Regions from separate parts of the Gossypium hirsutum genome. Here regions 1 and 3 are each linked to region 2. Evidence: chromatin contacts called from public Hi-C data. All regions are on one chromosome and are shown on one strand. Each heading gives the region's core, a stretch centred on a gene start, on an enhancer-like site or on the middle of the called end of the contact. The rest is flanking DNA. Distances are from core to core; before and after follow the strand shown.

What was found. Hi-C and Micro-C count contacts between places; a contact is called where the count stands out from the background.
Region 1: a contact with region 2 is called in a Hi-C map of leaf, with 2.7 times the contacts expected there. The contact joins the promoter of LOC107888765 here to the promoter of LOC107897922 in region 2. A contact is called at or near these places in 4 of 34 Hi-C or Micro-C datasets (hypocotyl, leaf and petal).
Region 3: a contact with region 2 is called in a Hi-C map of leaf, with 2.1 times the contacts expected there. The contact joins the promoter of LOC107888764 here to the promoter of LOC107897922 in region 2. A contact is called at or near these places in 3 of 34 Hi-C or Micro-C datasets (hypocotyl, leaf and petal).

What each region holds. Positions count from the first base shown.
Region 1 is chrA09:45,332,070-45,334,769 of Gossypium_hirsutum_v2.1, forward strand. LOC107888765 reads right to left here and starts at 1,274. Exons shown (of 11, transcript XM_016812965.2): 1 at 892-1,274; 2 at 745-806; 3 at 128-345. The coding sequence starts at 291.
Region 2 is chrA09:44,758,712-44,761,609 of Gossypium_hirsutum_v2.1, forward strand. It overlaps LOC107897922 (NADH dehydrogenase [ubiquinone] 1 beta subcomplex subunit 10-B), which reads right to left and starts at 1,253. Exons shown (of 3, transcript XM_016823529.2): 1 at 840-1,253; 2 at 412-466. The coding sequence starts at 1,128. The coding sequence ends at 435.
Region 3 is chrA09:45,313,700-45,316,476 of Gossypium_hirsutum_v2.1, forward strand. LOC107888764 (cleavage stimulating factor 64) reads left to right here and starts at 1,511. Exons shown (of 11, transcript XM_016812963.2): 1 at 1,511-1,713; 2 at 1,833-1,910; 3 at 2,406-2,444; 4 at 2,524-2,777. The coding sequence starts at 1,621.

The DNA of each region.
Region 1 (2,700 bases), core at 24-2,523, 570 kb after region 2:
CTGAATTAGAAGCTTATGAACATAATTTAACAAAACAACATTCAATTTAAGGTGCAACTTGCAAAATGAATTTTCGTGGTTATAACAGGCAGGCAGCAATAGCAAAGTAGCAGCAAAAGAAACCTACTTTGAGCAGCGGCGCACAACAATATTAGCAACCGGAGAGAGCTCAGGTATCCAATTCCTTCCAGCAGATGGAGACCTCTGCAGCTCCTCAACTTCCTCTGCAAAGGAGCTTCGCTTGCTAAGTAACCATTTGAATGATCCTTCTCTTATCAAAGCCTCAAGCATATTTCTAGTTTGCTTGTCACCACAATTTCTACCGTTCCCCTCAATGCATACCCACTGAAAATAAATTCCACTGTGAGATTCCTAAAACGCGGAAGCAAGTTCAGATGTCATGATTTCATTAATAAAACTTTTTAAGTTTAGCAATCTTTCAATGCATCAAACTAGCATTAGCAAATCCTAAGTGGTAAACAATCAGCAGCAATTTTAAATGGAAACTAAAATCTTAAAAGGAATCAGAAAGAAAACTCCCCAAGTTATAAATATTAGCTAAGAACTCCAAATCTTCATTAGAAATCCAACTAGGGATAAGTTTAAAAAACTCTCAATCTCCACATCTTTATCTAAGCCCTATACTAAAAATTTATAAATTTTTGGATTTTATTTCCCCAAAACCAACGTACCGAATTCCATTGACTTACTTAAAGAAGGGAAAAAGAAAGAGAAAGCATTTACCTAAAGAAAAATTGAACTGTCAAACCCTTGTACAACCCCAAACATGTGCACTTTGCTGATTCCTGCATTCAAGAACCCTCATCTTAGATTACCTAGTTTGATTAGCCTTCGACCCATTTCTACAAATAGCAAGATTCACAACATTACCTTAAAAACAAGAGTCCTAAAAGAAGTTGGTTATAAAGAAAAATCATTATTGGTTGATGGGTCTCAAAATAAGAGAGGGAGAGTGTAAAATACAGGGGGTTGAGGAAGTAGTGTAAAGGAAGTTTAAAGATCTTCAAACGGTGGTTTTGTGGTGTTGGGCGGTGATCTGAAGAGATGAAATTGAGCTGGTGGGACAACGTGGCAGGGTATATTATTGGCAGGAGGATATGGTGAAGTCAGAGGAGAGGAAAGGATCAGAGATGTGGAAGTTTGGAGCAAGGATCACAATCCTGGTGATGCGGACATGTTCCAGTCGATCCCTACTCTGTTCCTGTCCGGATATACATTCATCCAACCTCCAATTCCAGTCCATTAAGTTAAAATCAATGAGAGCTTTCAAAACATGAGTCCAACTTTATTTCAAACATTCAAAGCCCAAAAACAGCTTCTTACTCTATTAATCATTTTCTTTTCTTTGGCACACTATTTCTGAAAATTTAGTAAATTGTCCTTTTCAAAAAAATTTGAAATAATTTAATTCCTATTAATTTTAAAAATCACAATGATTGACAATTAATTACGAGATTAATATTTTATATCAATTATACATAATTTTGATTGGCGTAATAACAAATTTAGCACATAAAATTTAGGCATTCAGTCAATTTGATCATGATTTAAAAATTTAGGTTGATATCTTTAAAATTAAGATAAAATTAACAGAATGTATAAACATCAAGGAATAAATTTATTAATATATCAATCAATATTATGTAAATTTTAGAAATATATTCTTAGAAAATATTATTAAGAAAACCATATGAAGTATTAGATGAATTGATACATTAAACATAGGAAAAATAATTACATAAAAAAGTAAAATAAATAAAATACGAATAAGTTACTTCTAAAAAATAAAATATTTATATGTCAAAATATACACAATAAAATATAAATTTAGAGTAATGCTTTAAACATATAAAAAAGGCTAATATACTAAAAAAGCCTTTAAATTATTAATCTTGTTTAAACAGGCCTTTATGCTATTTTTGTAGTTAAATAAGCCTCAAATCTATAATTTTTACCCATGAAAGCGCATGATTTTAATATTAAAGTAAAAAAGTATTGAATTTTTATACCAATTTACATTTTATGTCAATATGAATTTGACGAGAATAGTTTATTAAATAAAAATAAAATAATATTTTAAAATTTTTTGAAAGTGCTTATATACATAACACAATCACTCTTTTGAAAAATTTAATTACTTTTTTAAATTTTATGTCAATGTTAAAAATTTATAGAATTTCTTTTATATCAATAAAAAATTAAGATCCTAAAACTAAAAAGAAATACAGAGTAAAATTTATAAGTTAGGAATTTATTTAATTATAAAAATAATATAATGACTTGTTTAAATTAACTGTAATAATTTAAGGGTTTAGTATATTAACCTTTAAAAATAATATATAAATAAAAAAAATCTTTCTTTCAAAACTTTATTCTTCTCTTCTCCTTTCAATTCCCTGTCTCCTATCTTCTCTCCCATAGGTCATAATTAGAAATTATCATGACTTGGGCTGAGTTTCAGTAAAATTTTAGGCTCGTTTTCTAGGTTTGAGCTTAACCTGAAAAATAGATTTAAAATTTTACTTAAGCTCAACTCAAATAAAAAAGTTAAAACTCGAGCCCGACCCAATCCGCCCATATTAATTTTTTTATATTATTTTTATATACAAACAAATTTAAAAAATAGAATACATCAAATACACTAAAAACATTAAAATAAATATTTCCCAATTAATTAAA
Region 2 (2,898 bases), core at 3-2,502:
AAAGATAGGGACAGTAATAGCGTTGAGGTTTACAATATGGAAGTAGATATCTCTAGAACTAAAGCACTCTCTTTGAAAGATTTTACTGCTTAATCACCCAGGGGGGTCTTTGAAACATTACCAATAAGCATAAAGCCTTAAACTATTCTTTTTCCCCCAACTTCTACTTTATAATTTCATGTTTTTCTCCACCAACTTGGCTTCCATAAACTTTCTGTAAGTTCATATCACAGGCATGTTCATGCCCACCTGATTTGGTTAAATTGTTTTGAAATTTTCTTTATACAGATTCTAAAGTTCAAGCAAACGGTGAACAACATCAACAAAGCAAGAAATAATTCTGTTGAACCAATAAAGTAACAAGGATTGTTCAGTAGATAGTATATAGAATGAATTAGAGTCCGAGATTACCTATCATGACCAAATGCAGCCATTCATTCTGAATCGATCTCTTCAACCTTTGGACCTAAAATCCCAAATCATCAACACAAAATCAATACAGCTCAGCCATTCCTTCCCCAGAGAACAATGTTGACTAATACACAAATAAATGGATAAATCAATGCTGAATCTTTTTTGTAACTTTTACTACTTGTTTTGCTTCCCACTCTGAAAAGTTGTTATAGAACGTAGCTAATAAAACAAATTCAGAATCAAATTAAAAACTTTAAAAAAATGAACAGTTAATACATATAAAAGCAAAATATACATTGTCTACGGCAAAACGACTGATCTTGTTTGAAATTGGGGAAGCAAAGAGCAAGTAATAAGAAATCATAATCAATCGAGTTTATAATAAATAAAATGAAGTCTTTTATGTAGTAAAGAAAGATAGGGACCGTGGAGGGAGGGATGACGGCCATCCTTGCCCCAGCCGATGCCACGGGTGGCGTCGAGGTACTGGCGTACGAGATGGCGGCACTTCTGGAGATGGTTGACCCCTTCGATGCGGTAGCACCACCTGACCTTGTCACGGAGGATCTTGGCTTTCTCAATGTCAATCCATTTCTCTCGAACTATATGCTCCCTCATTTCAAGCATGGCCACCGGGTCTTTGTAGGGATTGGCCGGGTCGAAGTCATCCGGCGCCGTTTCTTCGAACTCTGCTACTCCCTTCTTCCTGCCCATCTCTTTCTCAGTTTCTCTCACTCGGCTCTTGCTCGCTTGCCCTTCGGTTTGTTTTAGTGGAGATTTTGGGTTTGAAATTGGGTTTCCGCTTATTTTTTTATTTTCTGGACTTCTTTTGTAGCCTTTCCCGGCCCACTGAATTTATATTCAGTTGAGGACGGAAACCGATACACTAATATAAAGCAACTATGTTTTATTGATAGAATTAATACAAAAGTTAAATGAGATAGTAATTTTCATTTAGTTTTAATTCGATTTCTATCTGTATTATTGTCAGTATAAAAAGTTTTGAATTTGAGTGCCCTAAAACGTATTATCCTACTATTTAAGGGTTGAGGAGGTGTTAATGAATAGTTCTAGACATTATTCAAAAAGAATAAATATGATAAAAACTTATAATAAAATTAATCTTAAATAAAAAAAGAAGAGATTATGCTTAAAATTGTAATATTTTTATTTCAATTCTTATCAGTCATTGTATATATACATTTAGCATCTATTTATAATATATATATGAAACAAGAATACTTTTTATTATAAATTATATTACTAAATTGACATTAAAATAATAATTTTTTTATATTATTATGTGAGAATAATAAAAGTAATATTAATTAATATGATAATATATTAATGTGAAATTATTTAATTTGATCGTATCTTTTTTAAAAAAATTTGAAGAATAAAAAGTTCTACTTATAAAATAGCATAATATATTATTAATTAATAAAATTATAAAATTATTTAACATAATTGGATAAATTAAAAATAATCAAAATTGAATCTTTTGATTAAATAAATATAATTTTTATTTAAAATATGATAATAATTAATAATGTTAAAAATATTTTTTATAATTAATAAAAAATAATGTGTGAGATTATCATTATATATATAATAATATCATTATAATGGTCTAATCTATAATGTATAAATTTATGTATTTATTCTTAATTTATATATCAAAACTCAAAAGAAAATAAATATATTTTAAAATTAACTTAACTATTTTTTATATAAATATTAAATACATCTAACCAAATCGATTTAATTCAACATAAATTCTAACTCAACAAATAGTATGACTTATATCTATTTGAGAAATTAATATAAATAAAATCGATCGTTTAAGAATCAATACTTTGTACTATCTATATTTCTTATTTTTTTAATCTATAAAATAATATAATATAATATAATATAAAAATAGTTATAATTATTTTATTAATAATGTTTTCATTATCAATGTAACAATTATTATCACTTAATTAAACTTTGGATCCATATTAAATTACATTTATTATTATAAATTAATTATCATTTAATTAATGAATAGTTATATACCAATTAAAACTAATATTTAACATTATAAATATATGCACAATGACACATTTTCATTCAAAATAACATCTAGAAAATATTATTTTAAAAAATCATATTTTAGCATCATTTAATAGGTTTTGTTTCAACACCGAAAAAGGTATGACTTTCATTATTATTTGAGATGTTTAGTTATTATTATTTGATCTTCTATAGTTTTACTACTATTTAATTTTAATAATATTTACATAATTATGAATGTTGTTTATCATTGTGTTGTGAAAAATTATGTTAAAGACAATAAAATATTAAAATAATGGTTCTTTATAAGTGAAATTTCAACTAAAATTCGAATGACTTATTTTATCTAATTACTTTATATTTTACTATAGATTGTTTTTCGCTTTTTATTTCCATCTATTTAATTAGTATATATATTTTTAAAATTTA
Region 3 (2,777 bases), core at 261-2,760, 560 kb after region 2:
CAGTACAGCAAATTATTAACTAAAAAATAAACATTTTCATATTAAAATTTAACTATGTTTAGTAGATTTTATAATTCAAACAACATAACAACACTATTTTATATTCAACAACACAACAATGTCAAATTTGAACAGAATAAAAAATAATGTCATCATCGTTTTTTTCGCCGATCAAATAATGAACCAGTAAATAATAATTCAACACTATATTGTATATTTAACACTAATAGATATTCAACACTAATAAATATAAACTTTTAATATATGTATTCAACACTAACATATATTAAAAAATGTCATAAAGTAATATATGTTCAACAACAATCCCAACAATCTATTGTATATTTAACACTAATAGTTAGTAGATGTTAATGTATCAGTACATGAATTATAATATCATGGAAAAAAAATACTCACAAAGATTGAAGAAGATATATGAAGATTGCATAATATATAAAAGATAATAGATAGAAGAAGATAACAATACTCAATAAAAAATTGTTGAATAAACTCACTATTCTAATTTGCCATGGTGTCAAGGTATATGTTTATACATAATTTCCATCCTCCCCCACCTTTACCATTACTATTTCACTTACATGTTACTCATACACTACATTGTTCCATCATCTCCAAATAGCATTTTGCCTTGTTCTATCATCTCAACCTTCTGCCTTGTTCCATCATTTCCAAACAATTTTCTTTTGACCTAGCCATTACATTTTTCAACCTCTCATGCATACATGAGAAAGCTATATTTCTCATCCTTCATGTGCGCTTTCATTGTGCATGCATGCAAGGTAAATGGTTTATACACTGAAGTTGACACCTCCAGGATATTACTACCATTGAAGTCGATTTTTCGAGATGTTAACTTTGAAGTCGGTCCTCTAATGTGGACTTCACTTTTCCCTTTTGTAAACTAATCCTAGTTTGCTAAATAATTCAGCAAATCAACTATATAACCAAGGGTGAAGGGGGAAGGGCCCTTAACCCCTAAATGGAAAAAAAAATTATTTCTTTAATCTCAGAATTTATAAGATTTTAAGTTAATATCAATGTTGTTTGAACCGAACCAAACTGACCGGTTTGATCGGGAATCAACCGGAAAGGGTTTTGAACTAGTTAACCTAGGTGAAAAATCAATTGAACTAGATTTTTTTTAATATTATTATTACTTAAATTTTTAATAATTTTCTAATCGAACCTATTAAACCGATTGAATCAACGAATCAATAGTTTGATCAGTTCGACCAATCATTCAATTTAAAAAACATTGGTTAATATAAGTAAAATTATTACTTACCTTCCAAATACTAATTTCGATTTAATCCTTTTAAAACTATTATAGTATAAACTAATATAATAATAAAATTATATTTTAACTCTTATAAAAATATAATTATATTTTAATTATGACTTCCCTCGTGTGTGTATAGTAAATTAATTTTTTTCAACTCATATAGAAAAAAGCCTGGGCTAAGCCTAAGACCTCTTTTTAAGCTCGATTCCATGTTAGTGGGCTAATACCTTTCAAAACCACATCGCTGTAGGTTCTCAGACTGAAGCCGAAAACCACTCCCTGATCTCTGTTGCTTGCTGTAACACTCGGCGGAGACAATGGCGGGAAAGCAAGTTGCTGACGAAGGTTTGCCAGCCAACATTGCCGGAATGTCGAAGAACCAGCTTTATGATATTATGTCAAACATGAAGGACTCTCTCTTTCTGTTTTCTATTTGATTTCAAAATTTTCTTTTCTTTTTCCAAACGCCACTTCCTCCGCCGTTAAATCTATTTAGTGGTTTTTCCTTCTTTATTTTGGGTATATACAGACACTTATAGAACAAAACCAGCAGCAGGCGAGGGAGATCCTTATCCAAAATCCTCTCTTGACTAAAGCCCTTTTCCAGGTTTCCCTTTTCTTCTTTGTTTACTTACTTTTCAAATATGAAAAAACTCCCTTCTTCCTTTGTTTTAATATTGATACTAGTTATGTGCATGACTGACTGTTGATTGATATTACTATTAGCATCGCGTAACCCTTTAGCTTTACACTCTCTTGATATCCCTTGTAGGCTGAAGTGGTAATTTTTTGTTGCCTTTTCTTGGTATAGAGGTTGATGTTAGCTTATCACTAGGAATCAAGCATTTCGGAACCTTTGTATGGACAATTAGGTCTCTGGAGTTAGCTTTGTAGTAATGAGATGCGTTTAGTTCTAGTTGCAACTCAAAATAAGAAGCTGCTATCCATCTTTCTTGATGGACTTGTTCTAGAGTGCTGCACAGCTTGATGGGTTAATTACCCTTCTTTTGCTTTAAATTGCATCTACTTTTTAGACGGTGTACTGTTGATTTAGTAGCTTCCATGCCTGACTAGGTTTCTTTGATTATTCTTGTTTCTTCAGGCTCAGATTATGCTCGGAATGGTTAAGCCCCCTCAAGCGGTATGCTTTTGATCTCTGTAATATCATCCTTGAAATTATATGTAGGGACTATGCTAGTGTACTTACTGTTTGTGTTTAGATTCCAGCTATTCAGCCACCTGCATCACAACAATCTCAGCAATCAGTACAACCACCCCCACAGCCAAGTATCCAGCCAGCACATTCGTTGCCGGGTCAAGTTCGCTTGCAGGAACAAGCTGCTCCATCCCAGACCCAAGCTCCTGTAAGGAAACAGCATCAAAACCAAGCTGGGACGAGAATCTCTGTTGCTTCTGTTCCTGCTGCAAATCTTCAGTCTCAATCCATACCACCACATTCCCTACAGACACCACA